Regions from separate parts of the Mus musculus genome. Here region 1 is linked to region 2. The links are chromatin contacts, called in public Hi-C maps. All regions are on one chromosome and are shown on one strand. The core of a region is the stretch at or near the end of the contact, and the rest is flanking DNA. Distances in the headings are between cores, read along the strand shown.

The links. Hi-C and Micro-C count contacts between places; a contact is called where the count stands out from the background.
Region 1: a Hi-C map of morula shows a contact between it and region 2, with 2.1 times the contacts expected there. The contact joins the promoter of Zfyve9 here to the enhancer-like site in region 2. A contact is called at or near these places in 12 of 39 promoter capture datasets (the 3T3-L1 cell line, 3T3-L1-derived adipocytes, the HPC-7 cell line and 7 more), 6 of 484 Hi-C or Micro-C datasets (the C10 cell line, the HPC-7 cell line, embryonic fibroblasts and 3 more), 7 of 115 datasets of contacts at active chromatin or transcription factors (cardiomyocytes, embryonic stem cells, intestinal villus epithelium and 2 more) and 2 of 9 other capture datasets (adipose tissue and pancreatic islet).

The regions. Positions count from the first base shown.
Region 1 is chr4:108,779,274-108,786,199 of GRCm38.p6, forward strand. It overlaps Zfyve9 (zinc finger, FYVE domain containing 9), which reads right to left and starts at 1,566. Exons shown (of 19, transcript NM_001384118.1): 1 at 1,180-1,566.
Region 2 is chr4:108,715,510-108,722,956 of GRCm38.p6, forward strand. It overlaps Zfyve9 (zinc finger, FYVE domain containing 9), which reads right to left. Exons shown (of 19, transcript NM_001384118.1): 4 at 2,280-4,303. Among named protein-coding and RNA genes, the nearest start is that of Zfyve9, 62 kb to the right of the region's middle. Within about 2 kb of position 5,267, at least 4 of the 459 cell types and tissues checked have an H3K27ac peak or open chromatin away from gene starts, as enhancers often do. A contact at or near this core is called in morula, where this site is marked.

The sequences.
Region 1 (6,926 bases), core at 316-2,815, 60 kb after region 2:
AGTACACTCTCACTGTAAACTTTGAATGACCATCAAAACATATGACATTACTAGTAATCTCTCTCCAGTTATTAAGTACATATTGAAAGCCAATATAGTACCTCTCTGCGTATCCAAATTTTCTACTATATATACATATTTTCATGCATTGACGTTCTAGATGTACATATAAGTCCTATATAGTAGAAAAATGAGAATAACCTGTAATCACATTTATCATAAACAAGAAGCACCCAATATCTGACGTGTAATGTCAAACTACAATCACTAACTTTTTTTTACATCCTTACCAGAACAAAACAAATCATTTTTCTTGTACAACTGAGTTTATATCCCATTTTCGGCATGTCCTTGCAATTAGGGTAATTAGTATGATTTAAAATCTTCTTGCCATCCGTTCTCTATTTGAGTAAAACATTTTTGTACCAAGGACTGGGGCATTAAAACATTTCCTGTCTCTCTAAAGGTGGAAAAGACATCTTCCTAAAAGATTTTTTTTTTCTTTTTTTAACTGTGAGTAGCTAGGAAACTTAGCATAGCAAAGATGGGATGGGGCTTTCTCCAAAGCAGACCTCGCTCAGAGACAAGATGTAACATAAGGAGGAAAGGATGAGCTAGCGGCAGGTGATGAAATTTCACCTCAAAAAAGGACGCAAAAGGCTGTGTCTCCAGCAAGGGAGGCGTGAATGCTACTCCTGGAGTACCAGGGGCTCCGAGTGCCCCGCACTCTCTGCACCTCAATACTCACCACTCCCCACCCAGGGGGTGGCTCCGCAGGACTCAGTACGCGGAGCAGGCAAGCCAAAGCTGTTTGCAAACAAGCGTCCTCTGCCTCCCTCCGGGATGTGCTCGAAGGGCCCTGGGAAGGAAGGCACGCTCGGCCCCGCCCGGGACAAACGCGAAGGGCACCGGTGCGGCCGCCAGCCCGATCTTCACGTACCCGGCCGCGCCGGAACCCAGGCCCGGCTAAGGGCTTCCCGGCGACTCGGGGCCTAGTCGCCCCCCGCACGCCTTCAATCTCCCGGGGACCCACGGAGAAAGGGCCGAGGCCCCAGAGCTCCGGGGTGCCCGCGGCGGCCGCACTGGCAGGACGCTCCGTCCGCCCGGCCCAATAGCTGGCGCCAGGACCCCTGGGCGGCGCAAGCAGACGAGCCCCGAACCGCAGCGCGCCACACTCACCGCCTCTCCATGGCCCGGGGGTCGTCACTCAGCCGAGAGCCTCGTCCTCAGCGGGGCTCCGCCGCGAAGCCTCGCACTCCTGAGGGGGCTGCGGTCTCAGCGGCCGGGACTGAGGCCCAGCGCCCCTCCAGCCGCCTCAGCCACGCGGGTCCGGGAAAGCGCGGCCGAGCGCGGCCGAGCGCGGCCGGGGGCGCAGCTTACGGCGGGACAACCGAGGCGATGCAGGCAGACGGGCTCGGCGAAGCCTCGGGCGCCGCCGCGGTGGCCGCTTCAGCCGCCCGCGCCGCTGGGCCACAGCGCCCCCTGGACCCCACGTCCCGCTACGGCGCCGGGACTGCGGCGGCCGCACCGGGCACGAGCGGCAGGGAACGCGAGGCAGCGCGGCCTGGGGGTGGCGGGGCCCCGTGCGCCCTGCGCCGCCCGCGGCCCGTGGCCCGCCCCTGACGCGGCTTCCCGGGAGCCGGAAGCTGTCGGCTCCCCCCACACCCCACCCCCGTCAGACCCCAGCACCTTTTTCTTCCCTCCAAGAAGGTATGTGAATGCTTTCGTCACTCGTCTCCGAGAGCGGGAATGTGAGGGAATCTCGGTTCATTTCTCGTGGAGACAGGGGGTCCCTTTTAATTCCCTCAGTGCGTCAGTATGAAAGGAGCGTGACCCAGAACAAATCCCTTTTTTCTTTTCCTAAGCACATGCACAATCCCTTCCCAAAGCAGATAAAGGAATCATCTTTGACCTCAACTTTTTTGGAGCTACTGTGCAGATTCACTACAGAAATGTGCTATAGAATTCCTTAAACCCTATCCTTACCTACAAAGTAGGGGGGAGAAAACAAAAAACAAACAAACAAAACAAAACAAAATTTAAAAAACGCTGACAAAGAGAAGAGAATAACCAACGGGTTGTCCTGAAACCGATAAACAACTTAAAGGTAAGAAAAGACTCATCCTTTTACTAACTTAACCCTGGCCACCACCTCTACCACTTCTGGGTCACCCACCCCTTATCAAATCCTAGATAAAAACTCTGAAAGAAGGAAATTGTTGTGGTTATATTAAAGGCTATGCAGTCATTTTGTTTACAAATGCCTCCTGTTTGATCTTGCCCAGCCTCTAGGATGCTAACATAACGTCACAACTAAAGACTGTCAGAAGGGAAATAGGAAAAAGAAAAAAAAAATTTTAAATCCCCTGGTCCCTCAAATTCCCAAATACTGTGTTTGTTTGGTTGGTTGGTTGGTTGGTTTTGTTTCTGGGAGCTATACTGGAACAAGCAAGGACTTTGGTGTCAGGCAGATCCTGATGCCACTGGTTCCAGTTACATCATGTAGAGTTTTATGACCCTGGCAAGTTATGTAATATTTTTGAACCTCTGTTTTCTCCTGCCTGCCTAGCTGGTTGTGAAGGTTGGGGATGGAAGGACGGGCCTATAGTTCCAATTTTTGTTAATTCCAGAACACCCTAACACTTACTTAGTCATTCTTAATCTGGAGATTGTGCCCATCTGTGTGTGTTTATCCCACCACACTCCCCAACCCCGCTCGTGTGTGTCTGTGTGTGTGTGTGTGTGTGTGTGTGTGCGTGTGCGCGTGTGTGTGTGTGTGTGTGTGTGTGTGTGTGTGTGTGTGTTCCTATCAAAAGGTCATTCTCATCATCCTGGTCTAAGTGAAATTTCCCTGAATTTCACTCGTGCATTTATGTAACATCCTCCTCTGAAGAGGAGAACCTAGTACACTGGATCCTTTGACATTCTACAGCACAGCAGATATCAAAATAGAACCAGCACATTTTTCCTGCATGAAAATATTATAAAATATTATAAGCAATCTTGCCTTACCTTAGATTATGGGATAATAGTAACAAGACATGGGGAAATTACATAAGGAGTCCAGGAGCTGTTCAAGTAATAATTGAGCAGCCACCCAGAGAAAAATATAACCTAGCAGTTCTTTTCTCATCAATGAAAGCTGTTCCTGTACAGTCCCAAGTCTGCCTTTGCCACTTATCTCTGAGTCACATTACACACACACACACACACACACACACACACACACACACACACAATCACTATCCCCTTTTTGTAACGACAGAAACCAGCTCGGAGGAAATGGTGATTCATCCTCACAGCATCTCTAAGAACTCAGTACTTCGGCACCACCACCAAGGGGCATCCAACCGAGAGAAAAGCCGCAAGGAGTCCCTATAACCTAGGGTCTCCTGTCTGATAGCAGTCTTTTCTACAGTAACAAGAGAACACTGTTAGAGTGAGTTGCTATTGATACCATTTGTGCTTTAGCATGGGCCCTTTAATTTCCATCAGTTTGGCTCCCTGACATGACATTGGCACTGTCCTTTCCAATCCAAGCTCACTGCCACTGCAGAAAACCTACATTTGTTTGTGAATAATCAGGACGTCTAGGGTGTAGCTACAGCATGAAGATGATTCATTTGTTCCCAGGACCAGTTTCTTCTTGCCTCACACGTTCTTCCCTTCTATTCAAACTCTTGCTGAGGGAAGCTGCTTGATAGTAACTTGCTTAAAATCGTTCTGTCATATGCTGGCCAGATGGCTCAGTGGGTAAAGGGCCACACCTAGTGATCTGAGTTTTATCTCTGGAACCCCAAGATAGAAGGAGAGAACCAACTACCCAGGAGGCATGCATGCACCCACAGTAGGTCTCCTTTTGTCTGCTCCCATTTCATCCAAGACTGTTTCCCCTCCTGCTTCCTCATCTTACTCTCAGCTCCTGACCTATCTCTCACCTGCCTCCTTTCTTCTGCCTAAGATCTCTTTCTGTTTCAAACCACTTCAACTCGAAGTCAGTTGTCTTGATTCTGCCACTTTCTGTTTGCATTGATTTCCACCACTCTCCGATGACTTTAAAGTATAGCTTAACGCCCCCCCCCTGTAGAATTCCCCACTTCCATGTCTATAGAATTGACATCCTTTAGAAAATCAATATTGTAAGACTGTTTTCATGGAAGTTTGGGATCATCTTTAGTAGAATTTTCTTTGCTCTTTAAACTTTGGGTGAAGCCAGGAGTGCTTCTCTTCATCCACTTGTATATTTGTTTACTTCAAAGGCTGAGGCAAAGGGATCACTATTGTCCAGGAGTTGGAAGCATACCAATGTAGGCAACATACCAATAGTCTCATCTCAGAATTTTAAATGGGGGCGGGAGAGAGATTCAGTGACATCATCATCTAACAGGTGCCTAATCCAGATTCTGGTTATCATATTTAATTGTTAGCACTCACTACTGGACAGTTGGTCACAAAACCTAACAAATTCTACTTCTTGTTTTGTTAAATTATCCTTCTCCTTTCACACACCTCCCTGCACACAAAGGTACAAACCTTTTGATCTAGGATATTTGAATAAATTTTAAGTTTACAGAAGGGAAAGGGGAAAGAGAGTAAAATAAATAAATTTTATATTTGTGTATAAGAATATATACTGTATAAATTTTGTTGAAAGAGAAACATAAAATCTCATCTGCGTTCTTTTTAACCCTGTACTTTCCCAAGTTATAATTCTTCATCAGTACAAGGTCAATACATATTTCCCTGTATGCCTCCCTTATCAGATTGTGAGCCTGTGGGCCAGGTGCAGTGTTTTAATCATCTCTGTATCCCTAGAACTGGTCTCAACATGGCTACTCTCAAGCTGAACTAGATAGCTTACATCTTACCTGCTCAGTGACTTTTTAAGGCTTGCTTTCAATTTTCAGGACCTAAAAATAAGAATTCCCTTTGAGAGTTGTAGCCCAGAACTGAACCTACCCTGCTGCTTACAGCTGTGATCTCTCACAGCTTCTTCCCTCAACAAATGCTGCCCAGAGTCAAACCCCAAATCCAGAGTCTTGTAAGGCAGATAAGCCCCAAAGCAGGTCCCACGTCAGTTAAGCATCCATCCCAAGCTGAAAAAGGAACCTGGGGGCATCCGGGGGCTTGTTAGGTCATCCTAATCCCTACAAAAGAATAAAGCAGCCTACAAGATGGCTCAGTGAGTAAAGGGACTTAGCTGTAAGCCTGATGTTCTTGGACCCTCGTGGTAGAAAGGAAGACCTGCAAGTTATCCCCTGATCTGTATATGCTCTGACCTCTATACATGATGCACCCATCACACACACACAAATACAATCATTAAAAACAAACAAGCAAACAAACAAAGCAGGGGCTGGAGAAATGACTCAGCGGTTAAGAGCACTGTCTGTTCTTCCAGAGGTCCTGAGTTCAATTCCCAGCAACCACATGGTGGCTCACAACCATCTGTAATGGGATCTGATGCCCTCTTCTGGTGTGTCTGAAGACAGCTACAGTGTACTCATATAAATAAAATAAATTTTTTTTTTTAAGAAATCAATTTCAGCATAGGTATTGAACATAAAGAAGTAACTATATAAAAGATATATAAAAATGTTCATTATGTTTTGGTTATTGACATAAAAATAGAAGGATAACCTAAAATAAATTACATTATCTCCACAAAAATATTGTTCATCTATTAATCTTTTTTGTAATATATGTGTGTGTGCCTGTGTGAGTTTATGTACATCACATGCATACAGGTACCGAAGAAGGCCAGAAGGCATCAGACACCCGAACCTGGAGTTACAGGTGGCTTTGAACCACATCATGTAAGTGCTGGAAACTGAACCCTGATCCTCTGCAAGAGCAGTAAGCATTCCAAACCATTGAGCCATCTCTCCAGCCCCCATTAATTGTTTTTAAATTATTTTAAATGACATTGAAACTGCTCATGATTTAATACCAAATTAATAAAAGTATAAAGTAAAAAAGAATGTATGATTCAATTATTTTATACATATAAAGTATACTTAAAGATTCATTTTTGTTATTCTTAATAAATGTGTCTATGTGTGTGCCTGTGTGCCAGTCTATACTTGGGATTATAGTTGCCTTCAGGGGCCAGAGGTTTCAGATCTCTTGAAGGTAGAGTTAAGTGGCTGTGAGCCAATGGCATGCATGCTAGGAACCAGATCCAGTCCTCTGCAAGACCAATACAGACTCTTAACTCCTGAGCCATTGTTCCAGTTCCAGTATACATATATTTAGAAAGGAATAAATAAAATGTTAAGTGCTTGTGGGAAATTTTTACTTTATAATTTGGAATAATTTCAGATTTAAAGATTGCAAAAAATAGTACTTCCAAATCCCATGTTTCAGCCATATCTAGCCACACTTCCTTTAGAATGCTTTCTCTTGTTCTCTATTTTTTCTATCTCAATAAGAGATAGATATGTGTGTGGGTATATATATATATGTATATATATATATGTGTGTGTGTGTGTGTGTAAGTACACATATATATGTATATATACCATTGTAATTATTTTAGTTTTTTTAATTAAAAAAATTTTTTTTAAAGATTTATTTATTTTATATATGTGAGTACACTGTCACTGTCTTGAGACACACCAGAAGAGGGCATCGGATTCCATTACAGATGATTGTGAGCCACCAAGTAGTTGCTGGGAATTGAACTCAGGACCTCTGGAAGAGCAGTCCATGCTTTTAAACCCTGAGCCTTCTATCCGGAACCCTATTTTTTACATTATAATTACATCAACTTCCCCCTTCCTATTTCTCTCTCCATCCCCTTCCACACACTGCCTAAAATCATAGCCTCTTTTTATTTGTTATTGTAACATACACATAAATATATGTAAATATATAAATATAACCTGCTCAGTCCATTAGTGTTACTTGTGTGTATATTTCAGGAC
Region 2 (7,447 bases), core at 4,017-6,516:
GACATTAGGCTTCTTTCTTTTCCTTCCTTCTTTTCTTCCTCATGAGTACTGGAGTCCACATTTAGGTCATGGCGGCTTGCACAGCAGGCATTGTACTTACTGTGTCATCTCCCCACCCCCAAGTAATTTTTCCTAACTGCTCACACATGATCTGTTCTCCTTCTTTTTCTGTTAACAAATTTTTGATCAGGCTACACTATGCTAAGACTAGGAAATAAGTAATGATTAAGCTAATCTGGGTTTAATCCAGTAACTGACATAAGGCCCATTGCCCAGAACTGGTCAATGAATTGATGGAAGATGCTAGGATTCTTTTCACCGCAGTAAGAAACTAGTAAGGAGTTTAGTTTCTTTTCCGTTAGGAAGTTTCCCAGGTGAACTTGATGGAGTTCAACTACTAATGCAAGACCATAAGATGATCAAAAGATCTTCCATATTCCTCCTGACTTTGCAGCAAACAAACCTGTGTCTTATAGCTTCTTATGTGAAATCAATGTTGTATCTGTGTTTAAATAGCCGAGGTTTAGATATTCTTTTTCTTGATGTTAAAAGCATATGACCAGATAAATCAGATGAGACAGGAGGTAGAGATAAATTATTGAGACTTACTATTATTTCTGTAACCTCATGATCTTCACAATAGTCCAGTAAAAACTATTGATACTACTTTTGTATTTAAACTAGCTTTGTTTGTTACATATTATAAAATGAAGGCTTGGTAAATTACATAATTAATAGAAACAAAGCTAAGATTTTAATCTAAATCTCACATAAATTTTCACATTCTTTAAAAAACTATTTTCTCCATATTTACAATTCTTATTAGAAAACCAATTGAGGGAACTAGGAGAGCAGTGCTTATCCCTAAGTCTCTGCTGCTCTTCCAGGACACATGTTCAGGTCCCAGCACGCAGCAGGCAGCTCACAAACACTTGTAACTCCAGTTCTAGGAAATCGAATATCCTCTTCTAGCCTCCACGGCCCATAGGCATGCATACACATGTGGTGTATATATACATATGTGCACACACGCATGCATGCACGCACGCACACACACACAAACACATACAAATAAGTATTCAAAAAAAACAAATTGTGTTACTAACGGAATTTGGAGTTAAGGAATATTAAATTATTCTTATATCCTTAATAAGAATAAAGATCTATATAGCCTTTAAATATCTACATTAAAATCATATAGAAGAAAATATGTGTATGTATTTATAAAAACTCTCAGAACATTTGGTACATGAAAAACTATGTAAAAACAAGTACAAGATCAGGGTTGTGAGATGGCTCAGCAGTTAAGAGCATTCACTGATCTTGCAGAGGACATGGGGTTCAATTCTCAGTACCTACATAGTGGCCCATAATCATCTATAACTCTAGTTACACGGGGTAGAAGGCCTCCCTCTGACCTCTGTGGGCACCAAGCAAAACAAGGTGCAATACATGCAGGAAGAACATTCATTACAAATAACCATATCTTAAAAAAAAAAAAAAAGGAGTGCAGGATAAATTCTCACTGAAAGTTATTATTATTATTATTTTTGTTTGTTTGTTTTTGGTTTTTTTTTTTTTTTTGGTTTTTCGAAACAGGGTTTCTCTGTATAGCCCTGGCTGTCCTGGAACTCACTTTGTAGATCAGGCTGGCCTTGAACTCAGAAATCCGCCTGCCTCTGCCTCCCGAGTGCTGGGATTAAAGGCATGCGCCACCATGCCCTGCTGTAAGTTAATTTTTAAGTATAAAATATAATAAAACCAACCACTGACCACAGGGATTGGACCGTCTGTAATTCCTTACATGCAGGAATCAGAAGTGGGAGAACTGATTCAAGTCTGAGGATAGTTTGGTCTCTACAAAGAGGTTCCAGATCAGCCAGGGCTACACAGCCACACTCAGTAATAACAAGAAGAAGTAAACCACAAGTGTGTCCTAAGTTGGAAGAACAATGTCCTTATTCAAACCATGCCATTGATTATGTATCCACAAGTATCTACTAATGTAAAAATCACAAAGTAAGTACTTCCTTAATTCTCAATTCTCTTTTCTTCACAAAAAACTGAGATAGCATACTTTCTAACAGCAATAAAAAAAAAAAAAAGACACCCACAAACAATTAGTAAGCTCTTATTTTATACAGACACTCACTAAAACTGGGCTTTCAAAGGTTATTTATAATGTCATCTCAAACTAGAAGTATTCACCTAATCATGCTTTAATTTTTGTTCAGCATTACAAAATATGCCAAGTTCCTGAACTGATAAATGCAACTTACCTTCCCACACGCTCTGCAGTGATGCCTCCTTTTGGTGAATGTAAACCGAGCTTCACACTTCATGCAGTTTGGAGCCTGGGAATCTGGTACCCATACTGGTGCCACCTCACCTAGGGTGGTAAATGGCTTTCTTGCAGAAATTCCAAACTGACTAGCTCGGAGATCATTATCTGGACTATCTGGAGCTAGTGCAAGGCATGGTCTACTGGAGATCTCAGCCTCATAAGTTTCTAAATGTTCCCCATTTGTATCAGTTACAGAGATGTTTCCCAGAGTCGCACTGCATGCGTTGACTGCTGAGTTCTCCCCTAGCTTTGCTTTCCCAAGAACATCATTTTTGTTTTTACTATTATTTCCATTGTTTGCAGGAAGGTCATTTTGTAAATGGTCTGATAATGGCTTTGGAATCTGAAGTTTAAGATTAGAAGGTTGCTTGGGTCTTGCACCACCAAAAGGAACACTAATAGATTGCAGGTTTGCTATCTTGGGGGAAGATTGCCCAAGTACTGATGGGATTTGACTACAGAAATTATGTAAATAATTTTTCTTCATTACATTCCCAGTGCTGTTTAAAAGCAGTCCACTCCCTTCTGCATTCTCGTTTCCTCTCTGTTCATAAATATTTGAATAGCATTCTGACTTGCTCTCTTCTATTTCTTTTTCTTCTGTTACTGAATCTTCTTTGGAGGGTAATGTCTTTGGAACAAAAGATACAATTGGGCTCTGCATTCCATAGGAATCACAACTATTAGATAGAGAATTTGCTGCTGGTGCATCATTAACAGTGGAGAAATCATATCCTTCACTCTCATTCATGCAAGTTCCTTTGAAATCTAGATCAGAATCTGCCATTCCAACACACTCGCCTCCACTATTAGTGTCCTCAGGTTGATTACTCTGTAAAGCCATTTGATTTTCTTCATTCACTTGGCTATCACTCATCTCATTTAGCTTCGTTAATTTCCAATTAGTCATCTGAGAGTCATTACCTTCATCTTCATCAGCTCTAGTTTCACTAGACCCAAGGCAGTCTGAAGACTGTTCGCAATTGTCCCTTCCAGATAAAGCAGGAGTATCCGGCTTGAGATTCAAAGATAAATCAGATGGGAGGGAGTCTTCAGCTGTCCTCTCCTCAGCTGGCTCTGTTTTTATTAAGAGCTCTCCACTTGAGTGGGAAAAGGAGTTGGAGATCCCTAGGTCTGTCCTGGAAGAGCTGTTCATGCCAGAAAGATCCTCATCTGGCATATAATTTCCTTGCTGTTTAATGGCAGGCCCTCCATCCATTCCCTGGGATGAATTAACTGCTAAGCTTGTAACTGTAGATGTAGATGGGTCTCTACCCACATTCTCACCGTCCTTCAATTGTGAAGGGGAAGAGATACTGGTTGCACTGTTAGATGAAGCCGCACAGAGATGATTCACAGAATCCCTCTCTGGTTTTGGTTTATTCAAAGCATCCATTTGTTTCTCCGAGTTTATACCTTTTTCCGTGGACCCATTCATACTAAAACTAAATTGATCAGTTTGTCTAGTCTCATTATCCAGTGAACAACTAAAAGAATTCATGAGGGATTGACTATTGTAATTATTACAATCCTGCAAATCGCTTTGCAATGTCCTTTTATCGCAGTTATGCATGACAGCTACAACCAGAACATTCTTCTCGTCTGGCAGACAAGTGAGGCTTCCACATTTCTCCTCTCCCACTTCAACGGCACTAAATTGATCATCCTGATTATAGTTTCTCTTAATTAGTTGGTCTTCTGTCACAGCATTTTCATCAATCCACATGGTGTCAGTCTCTGGATTTAGACTACAGTCCTGTCCGTTAGCACAGGGATCTTTGTCCTCCTTTGTAAGGGGAGCTGAGCCAGCCAGAGAGAAGACTTTCAGCTGTGGTCCTGTCTCAGAAACTGTAGGTTCATTCACACTGGCTAATGCAGGGTTAAAAGACAATGGGTGAGAAGAGGGATCTAAAATCTTATTCCACTTTGTATCCAATAAAGTAGGAGAAACTGTTTCATCTGAAGGAAAAAAAAAAGTAATTATAGTAAGTTTGTTGGTAACAGTAAAAGCTACTTAGGGCTACCTGACAAATATTTCCAGCTGTGCTTTGAAGAAAATGTCCCCAGAATATGACAGTATCTAATCTTTAGCTAGACATAAGAAAAATACATTTAAGACAATGCCCTATAATTATCTGTCGACAAATGGTAATGCCTCAGAACATTTCAAATAACAAAGTTGGGCAGTGGTTGTGCATGTCTTTAATCTCAGCACTCAGGAGCCAAAGGCAGGGGGATCTCTGTGAGTTCCAGAACAGCCAGAGCTACACAAAGAAATCCTGTCTTAAAAAACAAACAACAAATGAATTTTATGTCAATTTAATTGTGTTATTAGATTGAGATAAATAATAACACAATTAAATTGACCTATATACCCAGGAATGGGAAAGGAACTTTGGATTGTCTGTGTATAAGACAAGGCACAGACAATGAACAGTAGTGGAGACTAGTAACTGAGTGAGAATTTTTCTATGGAGATTAAATGCTCTCTAGTCTACATGATTGGGGTGTGGGTTACATGGATACCTCCATTTGCTAAATCTATACAGTAAACCTTGTAGTCTTGGGAGCCTGAAGTGAAAGAACAACTGAGTCAATGATTTCAAGCCATCTTGGAAGCAAAGTGAGATTGTCTCAAAACAGACAAAAACAAAAACAAACAAACCACTAACTCTGTGTAATAAAATTTAGGTCTTTTCGTGAATATAAAGTTTATCTGAAAAAACTTTTTTTTTGGGTTTTTTTTTTGTTTTGTTTTGTTTTTTTTTAATTCGAGACAGGGTTTCTCTGTGTAGTCCTGGCTGTCCTGGAACTCGCTCTGTAGACCAGGCTGGCCTTGAACTCAGAAATCTGCCTGTCTCTGCCTCCCCAGTGCTGGGATTAAAGGCGTGTGCCACCACGCCCCGCGAAAAAACTTTAAAAAAAAAAAAATGGGCCTAGAGATTTGCTCAGTTATTACAGTGCCTAGCATTCACTAAGCCCTCAGTATGACATCCTGTGCTGCAGAAACTGAGTGTGCTGGCAAATACCTATATTCCTAGGGAGGTGAAGGCAGGAAGTAGGAAGCTGGAAGGTCAGAAGTTCAAGGTCATCTTTGGCTATATTCTGAGTTTGAAGCTAACCTGGGCAATATAGAAGACCCTATGAAGAAGGAGGAGGAAGAGTAAGGAGGAGAAAGAAGAGGAGGAAGAGGAAGAGAAGAAGGAAGAGAAGAAGGAAGAGAAGGAAGAAAAAGAGGAGGAAGGAGAGGAGGAAGACGAGGAAGAGAAGGAGGAAAAAAGGAAGAGAGGGAGGAAAAAGGAGGAAGAGGAAGAAGAAGAGGAGGAGGAAAAAGAAAAGGAAGAGGGGGAGGAGAAAGAGGAAGAGGAAGAAGAAGAAGAAGAGGAAGAAGCAGCAGCAGCAGCAGCCGTCATCTGGGGAAATGGCTCAGTGGACAAAGGTACCCCTTTGTGTAAGCATGAAGACCTAAATTTAGCTGTAGCACTTATATAAAAGACTAGAGAGGCACAAGCTGGAGCATGGTGGCATAAAACTGTAACCCCAGTGCTGTGGACAGTACATATAAGCAGATTCCAAAGGACTGCTGATAAGCCAATCTAGCTCGAAAGAGCAAATTCTGGCAGCAGTTTCCTTCTAGATGGTGCATTGTTCCTTTCTCTGAAGGGGTGTTTCTTACAGGGATTATTAAAATTGTGACTTGAGGAAAAAAAGTGTAGAGATCACCGAGGAAGTGATAAAATGTTGACCTTTGGCCTCTACATCCATACAGGCAAGAAGAACATCTATGTTCATAAGCTTCTATAAGTGCTCACTTGTGCTCTCTCTCTCTCTCTCTCTCTCTCTCTCTCTCTCTCTCTCTCTCTCTCTGTCTCTCTCTCTCTCTGTCACACACACACACACACACACAGAGGCACACACAGGTGTGTACACCAATACCTCCAAAGTGTTAAAAATGAAACAGAGGTGCAGACAAAAGGCAGTGTACTGATTATTGCTGATCATGAGTTATAGTGTACTGTTTTGTTTTGTTTTGTTTTGTTTTGTTTTGTTTTGTTTTGTTTTGTGTGAGACAGGGTCCCTCTATATAGCCCTGGTTGTCCTAGAACTCACTATGTAGACCTGGTTGCCCTCAAACTCACAGAGATCCACCAGCCTCTGCCTCTCAAGTACTGAGATTAAAGGCACCCACCACCACAGCCATTATAATGTCTATATATTTAGATTTTTCACATAAGGTTTTTTTTTTTAAAGTTTAATATGTGAAATTCTGCTTGTAATAATGTTATAAATTAAGCTCATATTTATATTCCTACATAAGGACATTTGGGGAAATAGTATTTGTTAAATCAATTTCTAGTATATCAATAAACATAATTTCATCTATTTTATTCAAAATAAATTCTATGATAGGGTAAACGAGCCTGAGTTCACTAAAAGGAGGAAGACTAGGTTGCAAGCATTTAATCCAAAGTAAGGGATTTGCAAATAGGGAAACCAGGAAAAACACACCAAATATAAGACTTAAGAGAACAACAAATAAATCAGTTTGGGTCAAGAAAATAACCAGCCCACAGAACAATGAAATAAAGTAACAAAGGTAGATAGCAAAGCCATAGACCTTCCGATTGTTTAAATAGGCTTAGAGATAGGGATATAACTTAGTTTATAGAATGCTTATGTAGCATTCATGAGGCCTGGGTTTGATCCCAAACACCACACAAAATCAGACCTCACGGGGCACACCATTAGTAGGCACCATAGAGGCAGAGATAAAAGGATCAGAAATTCAAGGTAATCCTCAGCTACAGGACAAGTTCAAGGCAAACACAGGCTACAAGAGACCCTGTCTTGAAAAAAGGTCAGGTGGTGATGGTGGTGGAGTATGCTTTTAATTCCAGCACTCTATAGAGGCAGAAACAGTCAGATTTCTGAGTTCAAGGCCAGCCAGGTCTACAGAGTAAGTTCCAGGACAGAATTCTTGAAAAATACCCCAAAAGGATGGGGGATAAGTATCCCAAAAGAAATGTGTTTCTTAGAAGAATGTTTAATATTATTGAAATACGAATGGTTAAGTTTTACCTATTACTTGGACATGTTAGTTAC